Linked DNA regions of Mus musculus: regions 2, 3, 4 and 5 are each linked to region 1. The links are chromatin contacts, called in public Hi-C and promoter capture Hi-C maps. All regions are on one chromosome and are shown on one strand. The core of a region is the stretch at or near the end of the contact, and the rest is flanking DNA. Distances in the headings are between cores, read along the strand shown.

What was found. Promoter capture Hi-C pulls out the DNA fragments that hold promoters and counts their contacts. Hi-C and Micro-C count contacts between places; a contact is called where the count stands out from the background.
Region 2: a contact with region 1 is called in a Hi-C map of pre-B cells, with 4 times the contacts expected there. The contact joins the promoter of Tmem35b here to the promoter of Clspn in region 1. A contact is called at or near these places in 6 of 39 promoter capture datasets (cranial neural crest, frontonasal cranial neural crest, hippocampal neurons and 3 more), 1 of 484 Hi-C or Micro-C datasets (pre-B cells) and 4 of 9 other capture datasets (adipose tissue, liver, macrophages and 1 more).
Region 3: a promoter capture Hi-C map of neural stem cells shows a contact between it and region 1. The contact joins the promoter of Zmym6 here to the promoter of Clspn in region 1. A contact is called at or near these places in 8 of 39 promoter capture datasets (the HPC-7 cell line, HPC-7-derived erythroid cells, cranial neural crest and 6 more), 1 of 15 datasets of contacts at CTCF or cohesin (pro-B cells), 3 of 484 Hi-C or Micro-C datasets (CD4 T cells and cortical neurons), 5 of 115 datasets of contacts at active chromatin or transcription factors (astrocytes, embryonic stem cells, large pre-B cells and 2 more) and 3 of 9 other capture datasets (adipose tissue, liver and pancreatic islet).
Region 4: a contact with region 1 is called in a promoter capture Hi-C map of 3T3-L1-derived adipocytes, with 6 times the contacts expected there. The contact joins the promoter of Gjb3 here to the promoter of Clspn in region 1. A contact is called at or near these places in 6 of 39 promoter capture datasets (3T3-L1-derived adipocytes, HPC-7-derived erythroid cells, hippocampal neurons and 3 more), 15 of 484 Hi-C or Micro-C datasets (the Ba/F3 cell line, CD4 T cells, CD8 T cells and 11 more), 7 of 115 datasets of contacts at active chromatin or transcription factors (T-cell acute lymphoblastic leukemia, craniofacial prominence, embryonic stem cells and 3 more) and 1 of 9 other capture datasets (adipose tissue).
Region 5: a promoter capture Hi-C map of liver shows a contact between it and region 1, with 3 times the contacts expected there. The contact joins the enhancer-like site here to the promoter of Clspn in region 1. A contact is called at or near these places in 3 of 39 promoter capture datasets (embryonic stem cells, liver and pre-B cells), 4 of 484 Hi-C or Micro-C datasets (the G1E-ER4 cell line, the THB-7 cell line, cortical neurons and 1 more) and 2 of 115 datasets of contacts at active chromatin or transcription factors (embryonic basal ganglia and embryonic stem cells).

The regions. Positions count from the first base shown.
Region 1 is chr4:126,555,417-126,559,572 of GRCm38.p6, reverse strand. It overlaps Clspn (claspin), which reads right to left and starts at 2,593. Exons shown (of 26, transcript NM_175554.4): 1 at 2,436-2,593; 2 at 257-365. The coding sequence starts at 2,459.
Region 2 is chr4:127,124,586-127,128,426 of GRCm38.p6, reverse strand. Tmem35b (transmembrane protein 35B) reads right to left here and starts at 2,384. Exons shown (of 3, transcript NM_001099319.2): 1 at 2,234-2,384; 2 at 428-608. The coding sequence starts at 2,338.
Region 3 is chr4:127,075,483-127,079,599 of GRCm38.p6, reverse strand. Zmym6 (zinc finger, MYM-type 6) reads right to left here and starts at 2,217. Exons shown (of 14, transcript NM_001285885.1): 1 at 1,054-2,217. The coding sequence starts at 1,143.
Region 4 is chr4:127,328,933-127,333,073 of GRCm38.p6, reverse strand. Gjb3 (gap junction protein, beta 3) reads left to right here and starts at 2,238. Exons shown (of 2, transcript NM_001160012.1): 1 at 2,238-2,572. Gm40251 (a long non-coding RNA gene) reads right to left here and starts at 3,711. Exons shown (of 4, transcript XR_868156.3): 1 at 2,939-3,711; 2 at 1,083-1,186; 3 at 610-732.
Region 5 is chr4:127,262,537-127,266,233 of GRCm38.p6, reverse strand. No RefSeq gene overlaps it. Among named protein-coding and RNA genes, the nearest start is that of Gm22221, 20 kb to the left of the region's middle. Within about 2 kb of position 2,228, at least 20 of the 459 cell types and tissues checked have an H3K27ac peak or open chromatin away from gene starts, as enhancers often do. A contact at or near this core is called in liver, where this site is marked.

The sequences.
Region 1 (4,156 bases), core at 1,344-3,843:
ATTTTTAACTAAAAAAAAATAAAAAATAAAAAAATAACATATTACTTATTCCTGTTATATAACAGGAATGGATGTTCTTTAAAAATATATGTAAGCACTGCTATTTTTTTATTTATTATAAAGAAAATAAATAATAAAGTTGGGGCACTAACAATTTAATTCGATAAGTCAAGAAAATAATGAGATTAACTGAAATCACTCACAACCCAGGACCCCACATTCTATTCCTAAAATTAACATAACATATATTACAAACCTCTTTCACTCAAGGGCTCGAGTGTTTCAAAGCTGCCCTGTCCACTGTCTACAGGACTGTCTGCTGCTTCTTGTGAAAGAAGTTTTAGATCGTTGACTTCCAGGTTAACCTAGAGAATGAGAATAAACCTAGCATTAACAAGGAGGAGACAGAGCTGAGTATATATGGGGACACACAGTGTGGGGACATCAGCTGCAACTGGGAAGAACCAAAACGGGACAGTGTAACACACAGATGACATTTAAAGTCACAGACCAAAACCAAAACCAAACACACACAAACCGAGACTAATTGCTACAGGATACTAACTGAACAGCTCCATTTACTTTTATTAAACACATCGATTGCACAAATCAGATTCGCTTGGTTTTTCGGGTTTTTTCAATTGAAAAGAAGATGTATTAATTTTATAAGTGTTTCATCTGCATATATGTCTGTGCACCATATTCATGAAGTGCCTGTAGAGGTCAAAATGTTCATGAGACACCCTAGAGCCGTAGTTACAGTCATGATGTGGACACTGGGAATTGAACTAGGATTCTCTGCAAGAACAGCAAGGGCTCTTAACCACTGAGCCATCTCTCCAGTCCCTTTTAAATTTTTTTTTAAAAAGATTTACTTTGTTTATGTGTAGGAGTATTTTCCCTGTATGTATGTAAGGGCACTGAGTGCAAACCTGATACTCATGAAAGTCAGAAGAGGACACTGGATTCTCTGGAACTGGAATTACAGATGGTTGTGGGTGACAGGAACCAAATCCAGGTCCTCTGGAGGAGCAGCAAGTGCTCTTACCAGATGAGCCACCACTCTAGCCCCCCTTTTCATTATTTTGCATGTGTGTGTAGGCACATTTAGAGAGGGAGTGGTGTGCTATAGAGCACCGAAGGAAGACAGAGGACAACTTGCAAAAATCTAATCTCTTCTACTAGGTGAGTCCTGGGGATAGAAGTCACGCTGTCAGGCTTCAAAACAAATGTCTTTATTTATGAGCCATCCTTCAGATCCCACTGTGATAGTCACACACACACACACACACACTCACTCATGTCATAATTGTGCTCACATACCATTCTTCTAACTTTGCCTCCCTGTCTTTGTCTCCTACTTTTATGTTTGTTTTCTTTCTTTCTTTCTTTCTTTCTTTCTCTCTTTCTAGTAAGAGTCAGCAAAAGTGTGGCTTATGAAGTCAGCCACCTTTTGAAAATAATGTTATTTAAATTAAGGCTTTTTAAAAAAATCCTAGTGAGGCAAAAAGACAGGTTGGTGCACAACGAGATCTTGATTAAAGTCTGTTATTTTGTTCAATATCTAATCGTGAAAACTTCATGTCAAAATAAGGCTTTCATAGCCAGGCGTGGGGGCGCACGCCTTTAATCCCAGCACTCGGCAGAGGCAGGAGGATTTCTGAGTTCGAGACCAGCCTGGTCTACAGAGTGAGTTCCAGGGCGGCCAGGGCTACACAGAGAAACCCTGTCTCAAAAAAAAAAAAAAAAAAAAAACAACAACAACAACAACAACAACAAAAAGGCTTTCCTTTGGTGATTAGGTTTTTCTGGTACCCCCATTAAATCTGTTCTTAAGGCAACTATTTGGCCCTAGTCCTGGCTCCAGAAAAGAACACAGATCACGGAAAAGGTTTTCTATGGCCAAATTCCACTAGTGAGTCACCAGCTACTGGAAGGACGCTGTGAGCCAGGCCACTGTAGGCAAAGACTGTGGGCCCACGCGCGACACCCTTACAAGTTCCTTCCAGAACCAGAGTTCCAACTGCTTATACCCCTCACCCTGTGCTTACAGAGACTCCCACCCCACAACTTCCAGGCCAGGCTGGCCAAGGCCTTTTTTTTTTTTTTTTTTTTTTTTTTTTTTGTGGGGATGCTGTAAAGGGAGCTTGCGCGGCAGGAAACGCGCCAAAGAGCAAGGCGGGCTGCAGTGACAAGCTGAGGACCCGGCTGGGCGGACAACAGCGCGCGCCGCCGAACCAGAAGCTGTGGGGACTGAGCGCGGGAAGCCAGATGGAGACCCTCCAGAGGCCCCCAGACTCAGTCCAGTGGTCTCGGAGCGGTGCACGCCGGGAATTGTAGTCCTCCCGGCTCGGCGCTCTGGCCCTGCTGGGTTGACTGTCCCACTCGGCCCTCAGCGAAAGGCCTCCACAGCCCGGACCAGAGCCTAAACTCACCTCAGAACCCACCTCGCCGGTCATGATTCCGGCCTCCCTTCCGCACAGCTCCAGGAGAACGTGTCTGCAGTAACCTCAACTTGACGGCGACAGCTCCCGCCGTCTCCAGCTCGGCAGCGAAGTTCGAGCTTTCGCGCCCAGACGCGGTACAACGCTCAACCTTGAGGGTTTGCACCAATCCGAGGGAGGGTTTCCCTCCGAGGCCCCACCCCTATCGCCCTGCCAATCAGGAGGCGCCTCCTGCCTGCCCGGCAAATGTAATTTGCGTTGGTTTGGCGGGTTGCGGCTGCTCTTGTCAAACAGATCTAGGAGTGGCTTTGGGGTGTCTGGGGGTTCTCGGGGAGCGAAGAGATCCCGCGCTATGGCTTAGAAAGAAGGTATCTTGCGAATGATGTTCTTGGACTTTTGACCTATGTCTTCGTTCGATGGGTCGTACCGTATGCAATTAGAGGAGAGAAATTTCAATGCAGGAAGTGAACTGGGAAGAAGTTCCCAGGATTCTGGGAGTGTCCCACACCTGAATTTTTTGCTGAGGGAACCTTAGACCCCAGTGGAGGCTTTCTCCATCAGTTCATCCCTGGAGCAATCCTAACCTGCAGAGTTAATGTTTTTACCTCTTCGGGTCGATTCTCTGTCCTTTCTTCCCCATGTTCTATAGGCAGGCAAGAATGTCCTTTCTGGACTGTATTGTCCCAGCTGACTTGTCTTTTGTCTTCTGAATGGTCAAGCCAGTGTTAAAACTCCTTACAAAGTTATTATAAAGAGACCAGCTGGCACAGGGAAAGAAAGATCTGAGTATTTATTATCCTCCATCCCACCCAAACCCCCCTCCTCTCTAACTCCCCCCACCCCCCTTCACCTATTCTGGTATGGTGACCAACTCTGTCCAGTTTGCTTAGGACTTTCCCAGGTTTAGCACGGAAAACCTCACATCCCTAGAATCTCCTCAGAGGATACGAGGGATGACAGTCACCTCTGACACTGGTCTCCCCTTTATCTGAATACACATTCAGATAAAAAACAACTCCATTTCTCCACATCTCCGCCCACTTCTACACCCCTAAGGGTCTTGAGCTGGGGATGCAGCTCAGTAGTAGAGCTCTTGCTTAGTTAGTTTGCATGAGGCCCTCCCTGGTATAATCTCCAGGCTTCCAAAAAATACAAAAAAGAGTCCCATCCTCATATTTTACCCCCTTTTTAAAAAAAAAAAGGCTATTTTACTATGACCGTATACATCAATGATTCACAAATATGCATCTATCTGTAGCACTTCCTCCAGCATTTGGAGGACTGACTTTTATTGGCCATACAGTTTGTGACAAACAATGGGCAGAATTTTATAATCATCATTCTCTTAATCTTTGGAGGAAGCGTGTAAGGGAAGTAATGTGATCGTCTCGCGTCCACTGTCACCTGCTCTTTATGATTTCCAGGCTCACCGAGAGCATCCTCCAAAATCTCCCTTCTCCTGTTCTGTTGCCCCAAATTACACTTCTGTCTAAAGAATTATTTCTGAGGGCTGGAACGACAGTTCAGAGGTTAAGATCACTGGTTGCTTTTCCAGAGGACCCTGGTTCAACTCCTATCACCAACATGGCAGCTCAAAACTATTCATAACTCCAGTTCCAGGAGCCCTGATACCCTTTTCTGGTCTCCATGGGCAACAGGCATGGATGTGGAGCACAGACATACATTCAAGCAAAATACCCATAAACACCAAA
Region 2 (3,841 bases), core at 1,135-3,634, 570 kb before region 1:
ACACTGGCATCTCTTGTTGGTGGCACTCCTGAGAAAGTGCCTTCTAGAGAAATCCTCTGCCTCTCCGGTCAAGGGACTCCAGCTTTCCTGCTGGCTGCTCCAGCACCCACAGACACATTATACATTAAGTGGTAACTGCTATTACACACCCTACAGCAGTGAGCATTGATCAGAGAGTAGGAGCTCTTGAGGCCATGCTACATGCTTACCCTGGGACACTGCAGCCACAGACAGCATGGGGAAAGCATGTGACAGTGTTACAGTGTCCAGGATATGGTACAAGGCATTTCAAAAACTCCTGGTCTCAAAATTAGGGAAGCTGTGGCAAAGCAGGAAGTGTTCCCAGTCCCAGAAAAGAGAGGACCGCATAAGGAAAAACCGCTGATTTTTTTCTATCATCCCCAGGAGAGCCCAGTTGCCCCCTTACCCATCATGAGTAGGATCAAGAGCACGTTACTGATCTCCTGTAGCACAGGTGGACCCACGACCAGCAGCAACCCAGCCAGCAGTTCCAGCCATCCCACAGCTGTCTGGTAGCTTATAGGGTCTGGCTGGTAGCCGAACACCTTCAATGGAAACACCTCAGCAAACTGCTCGAACAAGGCTCTCTACGAGTGGTAGGGAACGCCTGTCAGTACTACTTATCAGAAAATGCAGTGCCTGAAGGCACCACCGAGACCTCCTCTGCCTATAACCGGCTCCCTTAACAAAACTGCTACAAGTAGTTTAAGAGCCCGGTAAGGAGGGGCTGACCTTGACCTATAGGGCTGGCTTTTGGAATTAGGAACAGACGTGCCCGTGTGAAAAAGGGCTTCAGGTGTAGTCGGTTTTATGTCCTAACCAGACCTCTCCATAGATGATAACCCAGCTCAAATCCCAGAAGAAGGGAGCAGGGCTTGGCTTTCCCATCTAGGGCCAGGGCCTAGGAAGGGCTACAGATTCTCTTTGTGCCAGGTCTAGTTTCTCTTCTCTCTGAATATCTGCAGGTGGGATGGATAGACTCCTTAGAGAATGACTGACACTTTCCATCTTCTATGCAGGTCCTGATTCTACTGTGGCAGACACAAGGAACAGCTGAGGGGGTGTAACACACCCTACTCAGACCCTTCCCTGGGCCTGCTCCACCCTCAGGACTGTTTCCTGTGGTCCAACAGCAGCCCTGCCTGTCCTACTCTGGCTTCCAAGGAGGGAGCTCCATACTGTCACCTACAGAGCTGCTCCAGAACCCCACAGCTGAATTGAAAGGGGGAAAAAAAGCACGGATTTTAAATTTACACTTTTATGCTGGGCTACAGTGACAGCTATCCTGGAGTGTATGTGGTCCAAGGGCCGCACATGAGACACACCTGCAGAGAGTTTAAGCTGTTTGGCTTTTACCATATCTATCCTAAAGAACCCACCATCTTAGGGAAGAAGAAAGAAGAAAAGAGGAGGAGGAGGGGAGGAGAGGAGGGGAAGAAGAAAGAGGAAAGGAAGAAGAAAAAAGGAGGAAGGGAGGAGAGGAGGAGGAGGAAAAGGAGAAGAAAATCGTAGTAGTACCCAGGCTTGGGAGGTGGCAACAGGGGTCTTCCACAGAGCCTGGCTTCTCTGAGGGTCTGGAAACTGCTGGTAGACCCTCTCGGGATAAGGAACTACAGTCAGTGACTTCTATGCTTCTGTCCCAGGCTGCGTGGGACACTGAGGAGTCTAGTTAGATTGGTCTACTTTGAGCCTTGCTTGAATAGCTGTGTAATGTTTTGGTAAATTACATTTTACCATCATGACTAGTTTCAAGCTTAAAAAAGATTTCTAAGGTAGGTAAGCCGTTAATCCCAGTAGTCTGGAGGTTGGGGTAGGTGGATCTCTGCAAGTTCGAGGCCAGCCACTACACTGAGTGAGCTCCGGGCCAGCCAGCCAGAGGGACACATTCAGAAGACCAGCTCAAACAAACAAACAAAAACCAAATAAAGTAAAATTCTGCCTCCCCAACCTGGAACAATGGGTTGGTGGATGTGGGGTGGAGAGGGGTGCTAGGTCACTTTTTCACTTTGTCTTCCTGGACCTCCTGAGTCCCATCACTTCTCCAACTCTAAATCGGCCTGGGGACAACATGCTCAGCCAGCAGTTAAGTCCCGTGCCCTCCCACCTGGAGAAGGTGTAGAAAATAGGAGGAAAGGCCCAGGCGGCCTCGAGCCCGAAGGCATGAAGCCCCCGGGAACCGAGCACACACTGTCCTTCCCCGGGTGCCGCTCACCATCTGTTGTGACACGGGGGCCGAGACCTGAAAGAGCTTGGCAGCCCCGGTGAGCGCGAAGAAGACGCCAAGCAGAACCCGCAACACGCCTACCCTGAACGACATAGCAGCGCCCGCCTTCCTGGACGACTCTTCCTCCCTACCGGAAGACTACAGTCGGTCCGGCCCGCCCACCCGGTTACGCCCAACTTTCAGCCCCGCCCACTGATGGCCACCTCCGCTAAGACCCGCCCACTGAGGCCTTTCCTTACAGGCTGTACTCATTGTGGAGGGTGCGGAGTATCGGGTGTGTGTCCACGCGATCTGGCCTTCAAACCCACCCGTGCTAGAGGAATCTGACACCACCCAACTCCCTGAGTGTCTCTGGGTCTGCAGCTGTATGGAAGTTGCACAATGGCCTTCAGAAAGTTACTAGAAAATCAGTGAACCCTACAATTAATGAGCAATAAAGCAGTAACTGTAAGTTTTTCTGGTCCACCTATGCCTAAAATACCTGCCCCTCCCATTGCTCAACCAAAAGAAAAATGAGAAAGATATTTAAAGAATCCCTTACTTGGTTGCACTGGCAAACAGAGGACCAATTTTTTCCGGTTGTCGAGTTTTTTAACACACACCCATAAGGAAAATAATAACATTCTAGAAATGATTAAGCAATGTTCAAGGAATTTTCACAACAATTGAAAATTATATAAAACTAACACCTCGGGGTACAAGGGTGAAAGTGTTGACCTGCATCCATTTGTATACCATCTATGGCTGAGCCACTGAATACTATCTGACCTTTCATGAAAGCTGGCTACTGCCACGCATGATGTGCCTGTAATTCCCCAACTAGTGAGGATAAGGCCTGAGGACTGCCCAGAGTTGAATGAACTTCACAGCAAGAACTAGGCTAGTGAGGACTATATCGCAAAGGCCAGTCTCAAAATAAAATAAAATAAAATAATTCCCAAGCCCTGGTCTATGGGTCCAAAAGAAGCCCTATGGTCTCAAACCCTCCCACTGTTCATGCTTACTGGCCACGTACTTGGATCTGCTTCCATCTACATAACTCTCGGAGGGCTGGCGATATGGCTGGTGACTAAAACTGCTCATGTTTTTAAAGTGCACATGCCTACTTGGTCATGCAGGAAGGTACTGGTTGCTGGCCTAACTTAACTCTGTTTTGTCACTTTTTTTCCCCTGAGTCACTTTCTCCTGTGATAGATAACCTTGGAAAGACAAAACTCACCCAAAAGCATAATGACAGTGAAGAAGCAAAGCCAGCTCCAAGCAGCAGCGAGTCTGGCAGAGCAGACCAGGCCTTAAATGGGGCAAATGCCACAGTGATGAGGCTAAAACCAAACTGCTCCCTAAAGTGGGAACCATTTGCAAAACTAGAACTGAAAGAACCATCAATCAGACGACTGTCCTTACCAAGAAGTCCGACTGTCAGGCGCCCAACCCTCCACTGTTCCCTTTTCCTGTGATATTTCAGAGTCCCAGTTAGTCCTTCAAACTAAGGTGGCATTGTGTCCCAGCAGTCAGGAAGCAGAGGTAGTCAGATCTCTGAGTTCTAAGCTAGCCTGGTTGACATGAGTTCCAGGATAGCTAGGGCTATACAGAGAG
Region 3 (4,117 bases), core at 968-3,467, 520 kb before region 1:
CTAACTGATCCATACACATGCTTAGCTTTTTTGAGTTCTGGCATCCTCATGTGTAAAATAATAGTATCAGAGATGTGAGCGAGATAATGGCACACTCTCAGGCATGCAATGATATTAATAATCACATTAATGCCACATTCTACTATACGATACATATTACACATTACACCATCTATTAGTGTCCCTAATCATCATTACCATTTCTATATTTTTTAAAGACTTATTTATGTACTTGAGTACAGTGCTGCTCACTTCAGACACACCAGAAGAGGGCTTCAGATCCCATTAAAGATGGTTGTCATCCACCATGTCGATTTACTGTAGAGGATTGAACTCAGGACCTCTGGAAGAGAAGCCAGTGCTCTTAACCACTGAGCCATCTCTCCAGCCACTATATTTGTTTCTTTAACAAAAACAAATATCACACTTACCATGACCTTTTCTCATCTAAAGCACTAAAAACCTGATTAACGCACTGTCTAAGCCCTTTTCATCTTGCTTTAAGAGAAAACCACGCAGCAGGGTCATTTAGAAGGAAAGGAAATTTTCTCATAGCTCTGGAGGTTGTGAATTCCAAGACAAGGGGGCTGCATTTAGTCAAGTCTTCTAGTCACATTACAATGTAGCAAAGGGTAGGAGAGTGCCCAAGAAAGAACAAGACAGCAAGCAAAATGCCCAACTGGCTTTTAAAACCAAGCCACTCCTGGTAATGACAGAGCCTGTACTTGGATCTTTACCTCTCAGGGTCACCCTCCAGCAATCACGCTGAAGCAGGAGTAAGTTTCCAATGAATAAAGTTTGGAGGCTCCATTCATTTTGGACTAGCACTGACAATTGCGCACTCACAGCACTGGGAATATACTCTACTACTTAATCGTATATCCCCCAGCCTCCATAGGACTCACCTAACGCATGAAAAAAATTAATCAGTTGGGTTGTATCAACGTATAAACCAGCAACCATTGAGTACCATTCATTTCCAATTCTCCGGAATAATACCAATTCTAACGCTAATAATTTTTAGTATTTTGAAAGTCAAAAGAAAATGCTTACATGAGCATCATCAGGTTCTTCTTTAATTCTGTCCAGAAGCCCTTGTTGTGCCATTGCTTTGTCACATCCACCATCCAAAGGTTCTTTCATTCTAAGTGCTTATGCCGAGTTCTTATCCCATCTAAAACTAAGATGACGCCTAAAACATAATATAAAGGATTGGTACTTGGGTTTTGTTTTCCTTCATACTAACATGTTAATAGCTTCAGGATCGAGCATTTGAGCAACACCCTTCTGGGACTAGGACTAACTGTTCTTTTTGCTCCTGGATTAGCTACCTTCCAATGAGAAAAGTCTTAGACAAGCACTATGGTCTTCACTATATTGGAGGTTGTTGCGATACAGACTGGCTGAACACGCCACAGGAGGACCCTAGCAAGTGGACAGCTGGACTCAGTACTTAATTTCTGATTGTGTGGACACTGACATGTGACTCATGTCTGCTCCAAGTGAGGCCTCACCTTTGCCTCTACCTCAGCCTGCACTAACAATAAGAACCGATTTCTCATCCTAAAGCCACTTCAGAGCCTCAGACGTCATCACAACTAGAACGCTAGGTTCCCATTTAGAGGTGGGCCAACTGGTCATTCTGGAGGCAACTCCCCCTAACGTCTTCCTATAAACCAGTGATTCTCAACATTCATAAACTCGGTTAATGTGGCGACCCCCAACTATAAAATTATTTCGTGGCTCCGTCATAACTGTAATTTTGCTAATTGCGAATTGTAATGTAAATATTTGATATGCGACCCTGTGAGGGTTGAGAATGGCTGCTAGAAACCCCTGTCTGGGCTCTCTTCAGATTCCCAAACGGTAGTACAAATGTAAGCCAAGCTATAAAGGAAACCCTCGCAAAAGGCCTGTCATCAATTCCAGCCAGCCATAGAAACAACAGGTTTTTTAAAACCCTGTTGCGAAGCCGGGTCGAGAACTTTCCACCACTTGCCACAGTTGTAACACTCTACAGGCGCGTATCCCTCCTCTGAATGTCGCAAGCTCTCCGGCGTTCCCGTTCGCAACCAGAATTCCCCAGCCTGTCCCCCAAAGGCCAGAGGAGGAACTCAGTCTCCAACGGAGCGCGCGAGCCGCCAACTGCAGCGAGCCTGAGGATGCTACGGCACCACCGCGGCGCAGCCCGCCGCCGGTCACGTGATGAGCTGCCACTCCGCCCCCGCCAGAAGGGGACGGTCCTGTCACGTGAGGTTACCCAGAACTTCCTGCGGCGCCTAGTCACGTGGAGGGCCACGCCCCGTTTGGGCACGTGGTACGTTGCCCCCTCACAAGCCCACAGGCCTGAGCGGCTTTCTCTAGCCCGGTAGGACACCCGCCTCCAATGAGACGCCAGTCGGAGAATGCACAAAAGCATTCAAGGTCTCAGGTGGGGACCATGACAAATTACTTTACTGGAATCGCCTGAGGAATGGCAACGCAACGCCTTGACAACTGCGCGTGCGCACTCCTATTTATGCGCTAGACCTGAGGTAATTGGACGTTCCCGGCCTTCATTCCCGCCCTCTATTCCCATCATGCCCTAGACCTAGCCGTCCCAGCATTCTCACTTCCGATATGATTGACTTCTTAAAGAGACAGGGCTGTGGAAAAAAAAAACTGGAGGGCTGTAGAGTTGGCCCAGTGGTTAAGAGCACTGACTGCTCTTCCAGAGGTCCTGAGTTCAATTCCCAGCAACCACATGGTGGCTCACAACCATCTGTAATGGAATCCAATACCCTCATCTGGTGTGTCTAAAGACAGCTACAGTGTACTCATATACATAAAATAAATAAAATCTTTAAAAAAAGAAAAGAAAAAGCTGGAAGGAGAAATGGAGGAATGTCAAAGCTCAGAAGTGTTAGATGGAGCTGTATATGCCCTTCTCCATTTTTTAATGTGCATCACAGTTGAGGAACATAGGAGAAAGATGACTAGCGCTCAACCATCTTTCTCTTTTTTGGCCTATAGTCAGGACAAAGTCTCATAGCTCAATAAACCAAGAAAATCCCTCACAGACAAACTCAGATACCTGTCCCCAAGTTGATTCTAAATCCCATCAATTTAATAAGATTAATCATCACATGTGAACCTGAACCCCACTGGAGCTGGACTCCAGCACTTAAGGGGCAAAGATCTAAAATGAGAGAAGGCTGAGCACGAAAGATACTAAAGGGCATGGGAACAGGAGGATTCTGATTTGAGGAGAAGGGTCAACCAAAACAAAATTGTGTGAAAACACCAGAGGAAATCTACCCATACATGGTATTATAAATTATAATCAAATATTAGAGACAGTACACATAGTTTCTATTTAAAATGTATGTTTTTGTTTTCTATTATTTGATAATTTTATGCATGCATATGTGCTTTGATCAAATCCCTTCCCCTGTCCCCTGCCATTCACTCTGCCTTTTCAAACCCACTTGGTCCACTTAGTGATGTCTGCATGTGCATGGGCTTATCTTCTGCAGCATGGGTGTCATCTCATGTCCCATATCCCTGAAGAAAATGGACTAAATATCAAAGCGTTATTGCCGGGCATGGTGGTGCAAGCCTTTAATCCCAGCACTTGGGAGGCAGAGGCAGGCAAATTTCTGAGTTCGAGGCCAGCCTGGTCTACAGAATGAGTTCCAGGTCAGCCAGGGCTACACAGAGAAACCCTGCCTTGAAAAACCAAGTATATATATATATATGTGTGTGTGTGTGTGTGTGTGTGTGTGTGTGTATAATGTTACTAAATTCATGTTTTAAAAATATCTTCTCTGTATGATTGATGAGGTTTGGTTTTTTTTTTTTTTTTTTTTTTTTTTTTTTTTTGGTTTTTCGAGACAGGGTTTCTCTGTATAGCCCTGGCTGTCCTGGAACTCACTTTGTAGACCAGGCTGGCCTCGAACTCAGAAATCCACCTGCCTCTGCCTCTGCCTCCCGAGTGCTGGGATTAAAGGCATGCGCCACCACACCCGGGTTTTGGTTTGGTTTTTTGAGACATGGTTATACTGTGTAGCCCTGCTGTCCTAGAACTCACTCTGTAGTCAGTTGGCATTCACCTGCCTTTACCTCTCAAGTGCTGGGA
Region 4 (4,141 bases), core at 989-3,488, 770 kb before region 1:
TTTTCAATGAGTTCAGGCTGAGGACATGCTCAGTATGGAAGGAACTTGTAGAGCGAGCATGAGGATCCAAGTTCAGATCCTCCAGACCCACACAAAACCAAACACACATCTGTAATCCCAGCACCGCTGCTGGGGGCAGGGAGGTGGGCAGGAGACTCCCTGAAAGCTCACAGACCAGCCAGCCTGGTACACAAAGCAGTAAACAAGAGGCCTGCCACTCAAGGTTGTCCTCTGACCTTGATTCAAGCAAGCATGCATTTTCCCAAATGTATACACACACACACACACACACAGAGGGGGAGAGAGAGAGAGAGAGAGAGAGAGAGAGAGACAAACAGAAAGAGACAGAGAAATAAGATAGGTCAAATAGTATTTATTTAAGGAAATGTGTTGCAATAGGAGGAAGGAGAAAGGATAAGTGGGAAGGGAAAGAAAAGAAGAGGGAGGGGACAATGGGAGAGAGCAAGCACGAGGGGGTGGGAAGGACTGGTAAGTGCTCTGTCAACTGAGCCACATATGCCTAGCCCTCAAAGGAAGAACTGGAAGCGGCCTTAGCTCCTGTCAATGTGAGATGGACTTAGGACATATTATAGTATAAACACAATTCACCTCTTTAAAAACGGCAAAAGAGAGCACTCCGTCTCCCGGCAGGAACAAAGCCCACAGCAGCACACACGGCACCCTCCATGGGTTATAGGAAGTCTCCTCATACTTGAACATGTACAGGTTATTCTGGAAGGAGAACCAGAACCTATTAGCCTGGTGGACATGTGGGCAGTCGTGGTTGCACAATCTAGTGTTTGTTAGTGCCAGCCGTGAACACAGGAGCATGTCAGTGAATGGGTGGTAGGGCCCTAGGATTGGGTGAGCTCACCTGGGACAGGAGATGCTGGGCCTGGCCCAGAGCACCCACAGTACAGGCCTGATGGAAGGTATCCCAGGGACCAGGAAATGAGATGGGTGTCAAGGAAGCTGGGGGTGGAAGGTGCTTCAAGAAGAAAGGCGGGACTCTGTGACAGCTGTTTCAGGAGGTCACGGATTTATTACTGTGTGGGATTTAGCATCGTGGAGATCAGAGTTACCTTGACAAGGCTTTTCTTGTAGCACAGCAGGGACAGAAATCTTCTGGTGGGTTGAAGCATGAGTGGGAGGTGAGGAAATGGGACCAGGCATTTTGCTCTGAAGTCTAGGGAAATAATTGAGAATGAGCAGCAGGTGGCAGGGTCAGGGTCCCCCAATCCCATCACCCAGGCACATTAGCAGAGTCATCCAGAAAAAAAAAAAAAAAAAAAAAAAACAACAACAACAAAACTGGCACTGCCCAGCCATAGTGCTGATAATTGCTCTGCCCATAGCAAGCACAAGGTAGCCTCTGCCACAGGGCTTTGCCGTAGCCAATGCCAACGTCACTGAGGTCCCTGGAGTTGGCTCTGTTACTTCTATGTGTCCCTGGGTTTATCTCGGGGCCTCTCCTTTTCTCTTTTCAATGTAGATCAGAGATCTTTCCTTTGCGTGCTGTATGAATGATATGCAGCTCCTAAGAGAAGCAACCTTGTCTCAGGCGCTCCGCTCAGGCGAACGGGAATCCTTCTGGGTAGTAGGAGACAGTAACAGAGCCTCCTAATGTAGGCTGCCTTTTGTAGATCAGAAGCCCGCATCAATGGATATCGTCCCAGCAAGTGGAATGAATGGTTACCAGGGTCGGGCATCAGTCATCTCTGTCTAGACAGTGAAGCCTCGGGCAAGGTTGTGAGTAAGATCTGGGGATCCCAGGGAAACCCTGGATTTCCGTTCCTGGGGCGATAGGGCTTTTAGGATCTCAGTCCTGGCCCACGAATAAGACTGAACATCTTAGTCTCCAGAGCCCCTCAAGCGCAGGTCTCCCACCCTTCACAAGCTGGGCCTCCCACCCTGCTTCACACTCCTTTGGGCAGACTGGGTCATCTAAAATCTCTCCAAACACCATCCTTGCCCCTGAGATTTCTTTTCCTGGTTGTGTCCCTTCCGGTGGCCAGCACAGTGTGAGCCCCGAAAGACTGTCTCAAAGATACACTGCCTCCCTGGAAAATGCCATCAGGGATGCAAACAGGGCGGGAGGGGGGCCCCCAAGAGCGTACGAAAACTTTGAAACTTTGCAGCAGGCTGGGATCCAAATGGGCAGGGCGCAGACGGGGTATCCGTGGTAACCAGCGTAGGCGTGTCATTTATTGCCATCCCTACTGCCACGGCACTTAACAGTTTGCAAGGTGTTTCACACCCTAATGTCATTGCAGTCCTTGCAACAGCCCTGCCAGTGGCCACCAATGCCCCCATTCCACAGGCGAGCACGCGGAGCCTCCGCAAAGGAGCCTGCTGTTCCCTAGTCAGCGCAGCTGCTCCTGGATTAGAACTTGCATCCCTGAGGCGACTCCGGGCTCCTCCCCGGCCGCCCCTCCTCCACGCTGCCTCTGGCTGTGCTGGCCAGGAGCCTCACCGAGGCCACAGAGCTCGGCTTGGCTCCCGCCTCGTTCCTCCTCTGCTGTGGGTCTTGGGCACGTGGAGCCAGGCTCCCACGGTGGCGGCGCCGCTGACTGTAAGTACCGGGAAGGGGCGACAATCCAAGGCAGCTGAGAACCCCTCTCTATGGGGATCCCCTGGGGGGCTGGACTGGGGCCTGCCCACGCGCCCAGCATGGAGATTTAATGCTGCAGAAGCGCAGGGAAGGAGCACCCTAACCCAAAGCTCTGCTCCCCGCCCCCACTCCCACTTCCACCCCACACACTCATACATACACCAGCATTCTGGAGCAGGTGGCGGTTCCGGACACTGGAAGGTTCACAGAAGGGGACATACACACCCGCACGCGCGCGCGCGCGCGCGCGAGTCACAGGTTCACAAAGCTCCCAAACTGTCTAGAAAGGAAGGAAACGGGGCCCGGGGCCCAAGAGGGGAGCTATACCTTTGGGGCCAGCCACAGTGCTGCGGGGTAGAAAGAGATGGAGCGGTTGGGTCCCGCAGCTGGATAAAAACTGGATTAAAAAAATAGTAATAATCGTTCTAGTAGCTGGAAACGGGAGTTGGGGGGCAACAGGGGATCCAGAACCGGCTCTGCCAGTCCTCAGCACGGGCTAGGCGAGAAATTCTTTTCAGGTGAGTCTGTCTCGGGGTGTGTCTTAGAAGGGACTAGGTAGCCTGCACCAAAATGGGGAGCCCCAGACGTGGCATCCTTAGGGGGTACCGGGTGGAAGGAACTCCTCCTCCCCTTCACTCTCCTTGAGCACTCCCAGGAAGAGCCGGCTGGGGAGGGAACAGTCGAAGATTCTTGCAGTAATCCAAGATAAGAGATAAGGAACAGGGTTAGCGACATTACAGAATTCTCTTGGATTTCTCCCAGCTAGTAAACGCAGTCCTGGCATTTCCTGGGGGGTCAGAATCCAGGTGCTAATCTTTGGCCCTCCCTGGAAGGTTTAAAAGTAAGTGCCAGGACCAAACCCATAAGGGTCTTCACGCTCTAGGGCTTCCCAGATACCCCCATCTAGTCGAGAACTGAGATTCTCAAAAGACAGACCCTGTGGAGGGCAGCAATACTGCCATCTAATTCCTGGCTCGGTTGGTCCTCTGCCGTTCTGCCCAGCCCTCCCACAGCCTCTCTGAGAACTCCACTCTCAAGCTCTGAATTGAGTGTGCAAATCCAGTGCCTACTGAATGAACACTGAGTGATACCAAACTTGAAGCAGCCAGCCAGTCAAGTAGGCATGTTAATTGGACAGGCAGATGATAAATGGGAACAAAAACAAACAAACAAAAGACCAAGGTTTAAATTGCAAATTGAGTTTGAGGGCTACTAAAACCAAGGGAAACAGGAACAGACTGACCAGGGCGGGTTCAGACTCGAAGTAATTTGAGAACAGACCCTAAGGGGATATTGGAACAGAGATGCCTCCTTAATGAGTAGGGTAGAAAGGAAGAGCATTCCAGGCGGGAGGAATCAAGGCCAGGTCTGAGCAGAGAGAGGCAAGGTAAGAGTATGTGTGTGTCAGGGGGCTGGGGAATGCCGGGACTATAGACTTGGGTTTGGAGGTAAGAACTAGTAACAAGTTTTTTGGGTTTTTTTTTTTTTTTAGATTTATTTATTATATGTAAGTACACTGTAGCTGTCTTC
Region 5 (3,697 bases), core at 979-3,478, 710 kb before region 1:
GGGTGCCAAGACAATTCACCTAGGAGTACCATATCCTGCTCTCTGCCCAGTCGTCCCTGATTCTTGCCTGGGAATCAGGGCGCCTGATGCAGACTCTGGCTGTGAGATGGCTCACCCTCTCCTCAAAAAAAGTACACAAGGCTCCAGCCCCTGCTGCGTACGCTCTCACTCCTCCCAGAGACTCCTCCATGAGCTCTCACTCCTCCCAGAGACTCCTCCATGAGCTCTCACTCCTCCCAGAGACTCCTCCATGAGCTCTCACTCCTCCCAGAGACTCCTCCATGAGCTCTCACTCCTCCCAGAGACTCCTCCATGAGCTCTCACTCCTCCCAGAGACTCCTCCATGAGCTCTGTTTCTGGTACTAGAATCTGATTTCTCACTGAAGCCCCTGCCCAGCTCTTGCCTCTGTCTGCTGTAGCATTAAGAATTCTTCTAGAAAACTCCTTAGTCCCTAATAATTGGTCTCAATGTGCTCTTGAATCCCCACCCTATCTGTGCTGGATAGTTTTATGTCACCTTGACAAAAGCTAAAGTCTGAGAGGAAGGAATCTCAATTTAAAAATTGCCTCCATAGATTGGGTTGTAGGCAGACCTGTAAGGCATTTTTCTTAATTAGTGATTGATGGGGAAAGGTCCAGTCCATCGTGGGTGGGGCCATCCCTGGGCTAGTAGTCCTGGATTCTATAAGAAAGCAGGCTGAGCAAGCCATGGGGAGCAAGCCAGTAAGCAGCACCCCTCCATGGCCTCTGCATCAGCTCCTGCCTCCAGGTTCCTGCCATGGTTGTGTTTCTGTCCTGACTTCCTTCAGTGATGGACTACAGTATAGACGTGTAAGCCACATAAACCCTTTCCTCCACATGTTGCTCTTGGGCACAGCATTTCATCATAGCAATAGTAACCCTAACTAGGACGCCATCACAAACCTAACAACATCTGTATGCTGGATGGTCTCCCGAGTATCCAATGGTTCTCTGCTCAGAGTGGGGCTGAATAGCAGGAGTGTGGGAAGGGATAGAGAACAGAGCCAGGTGATGGGACACATATTCCCTGATTGTGACTTCACAGAAAGCTTGCAAAGAAAATATCATTAATACTTAAAGGGGCTAGACTTCAAGGTGGCTCACAGCTGTAACCCAGCATGCAACAGGAGGATTGCCACCAGTTCCAGGTTGGTCTGGGTTGCATCCTGAGTTGCAGGCTAGTGCAGTCTACAATATGCAACTCTGTCTCAAAACAGCAAAATCTGAAGGCACTACCAACAAGTGAAGGGACGGAGACTCAAAAAAGTCAACAATTCACCCAGTCGGCTATTCATACCAAAGCTAAGATTTGACCACAGTGTTTGACTCCAAAGCGCACAGCCTTCTGCTTCCCAGAAGCTGAGACAGAAATCAGCTTTCTTTTGGCACTGACAGCTTCAGAGCTGAGCAGGACAGAGCCATGGGGGGGGGGGGGTGGTGCCACAGAGCTCTGTAGGCTCATCTCCTCCTGGGCTGGGGCTGTCCTGTTACAACTTCTAGAAACGAAATAAACCCAGATGCACACATAAGGCAAAAGGCACATGACCAGAGAAAAAATATCTGCTGCTTCTCTGAATGTTAGCACAGATGATAAAAGTCGATCTGGTTGTCTTGGTGTAAAGGAAGGCAGAGAGAAGCTTGGCTGACATTAAACTACCACACACACCAGTTTGCACACACTGATTGGCTCACTGGAGGACCACTGGGGTCAGAAGTGACCCGGAGAAGAAGACAAGGGTGAGGAAGTTACATGATTGACAGTGATAGAGAACGGCCAAAAAAATCCAGGTCTCCAGACACCATGCCTGTTTTACATCACATGGCCCCTGGCAGAGGGCTAGAAACCCCATCTACACCAATGAAAGGCTCCAGGGCTAAGGAAGTCCTGGGGCACCTTTACAGCCATCTGGTACTGAACTTGAAGTCAGACTCCTGGGCGGCCATCCCTCCTTCCTGAAGTTCACTCTCCCACGAACAAGAAAGGACCCCAGCCCCCTGCCCCATTGTGCGACAGATGACAATGCAAAGCTGGCGTCCCCTTTCTTACCCACCACTTTCCTTCCCACCCTGTGTGGTGCTGCCAGTTAGCACAATAGTGTATTCTGTGTCCAAGGGCCTCTGCTGGCGGCCCCCAGGCTTGAGCAGCCCCCGTAGACAATGGTAGGGCCCGAAAGGCCTGATAGCCGGTGACAAATGTATGTGAATGACCAGCTCACGGGAAGTGGCCTTCAATAGTCCGATAGCTTCCTGTATCCTGACATTGTGAAGGCCCACTTCCTGCTCTGTCTCCGAAAATACAGTCAGGCAACCCGGGGTGGGGGTGGGGGCAGGGGCAGAGGCTGGGCTCCCCATTACCCCTTCCGGGCTCCTACAGTATTCTGAGGACAACACCAGTCTCACTTGCCTTGTGATTGGAGAGTGAATTCCTCCTGGCCTCTGACAGTCAGCTCCTCTGCCTTCAGCCAACCCCCGCCCAAGTCCAGTCAGAGCAAAACGACCTATTTTTAAAGATTCTCACAACCTCAGCCTTCCTCAGTTTCACCAGCCACACCCCGTCTTTCCAGGATCTCGGGGCTTTTACTGCTGGGAAAGGCGTCTCAGGACTCCTCGAGTACCTCCGTGGCCCTCTAAACACATTTCCTGGTCGGAGCTGGTCACTCTGCTCTGAACGATAACCTTCCTGGGCTCACAAAGGAGTCACAATGCAACCTTATCTTCTCAGAGTGGAGACCCTTCAATTCCTTCAGTTTCCTCTAGGTTGTGAAAAGCAAGACAAAAAACTGAGAGAGCATGGAGTCTTCCTTTATCTCCTTGCTCCAGGCAGGCTAGGGAAAGGTTTTCCCAGGGTTGTTAATCCCCACTGCACTCAGCCTCCCAGCAGAGGCAAAAGGCAAAAGACCAAGAACCGACTAACAGAAGAGCAGTAAGAGAGATGGATGGTGTGTGAAGCTGGGTACTGTGCAGAGGGCTTTGCCTCTCAGTTGGTTGGTGAAGTATGGAGGCATGGTGGTTCATGCCTTTCATCCCAGAACACAAGAGGCCGAGGCGGCTGGAGGATTGCCAGGAGTTGGAGGCCAGTAGTAGAACCCATGCCTCACAACTCTACCTGGTGCAGGGATGTAGGTTTAGCTACAAAGGATGGGGAGGCTATAGCTCTCCTCTCTTATCAAACTCCTCTTATCAGATCTTAGGACCGCCACCCATGTTCTAGACATAAAGGAAGACCGATGGCTATTCCCAACCTTCCGGGAGCCTAGCTGTTTTCCACTCTCAGCAAAGCAGGCCCTGTCTCAGCCTTAAGCCATTGTAGCTGCGGGGCTTGGGAGGATTGGTATGGGAAAGGGGACAGGTCAAAAGGTGACAATCCATTCAGTCCTTATAGGCCACTGGACCCTGAGAACCCTTTGAGCCTGTGCAGGAATAGGGGAACAAAGAGGTCTCTAGAGACAGGAAGGAGGCAGAGTGGAGCAGGCTGGCTCTAACTTCTCACCCTCCACCTCCTGCTGTCTAAGGCGAAGAGAGACAAAGGGCACAGTAAAGTTGGAAGGGGACAGGCAGCTTCGCCGCGGGACATCTTGTGCTATTTGAGAATTAGTCGGCCTCTTAGCCTCGGTGTCCTTGTCAAGGCCAGGCAAGGCTCTCCAGATGACCAAAAGAGATATGAAATGTCCAGCCC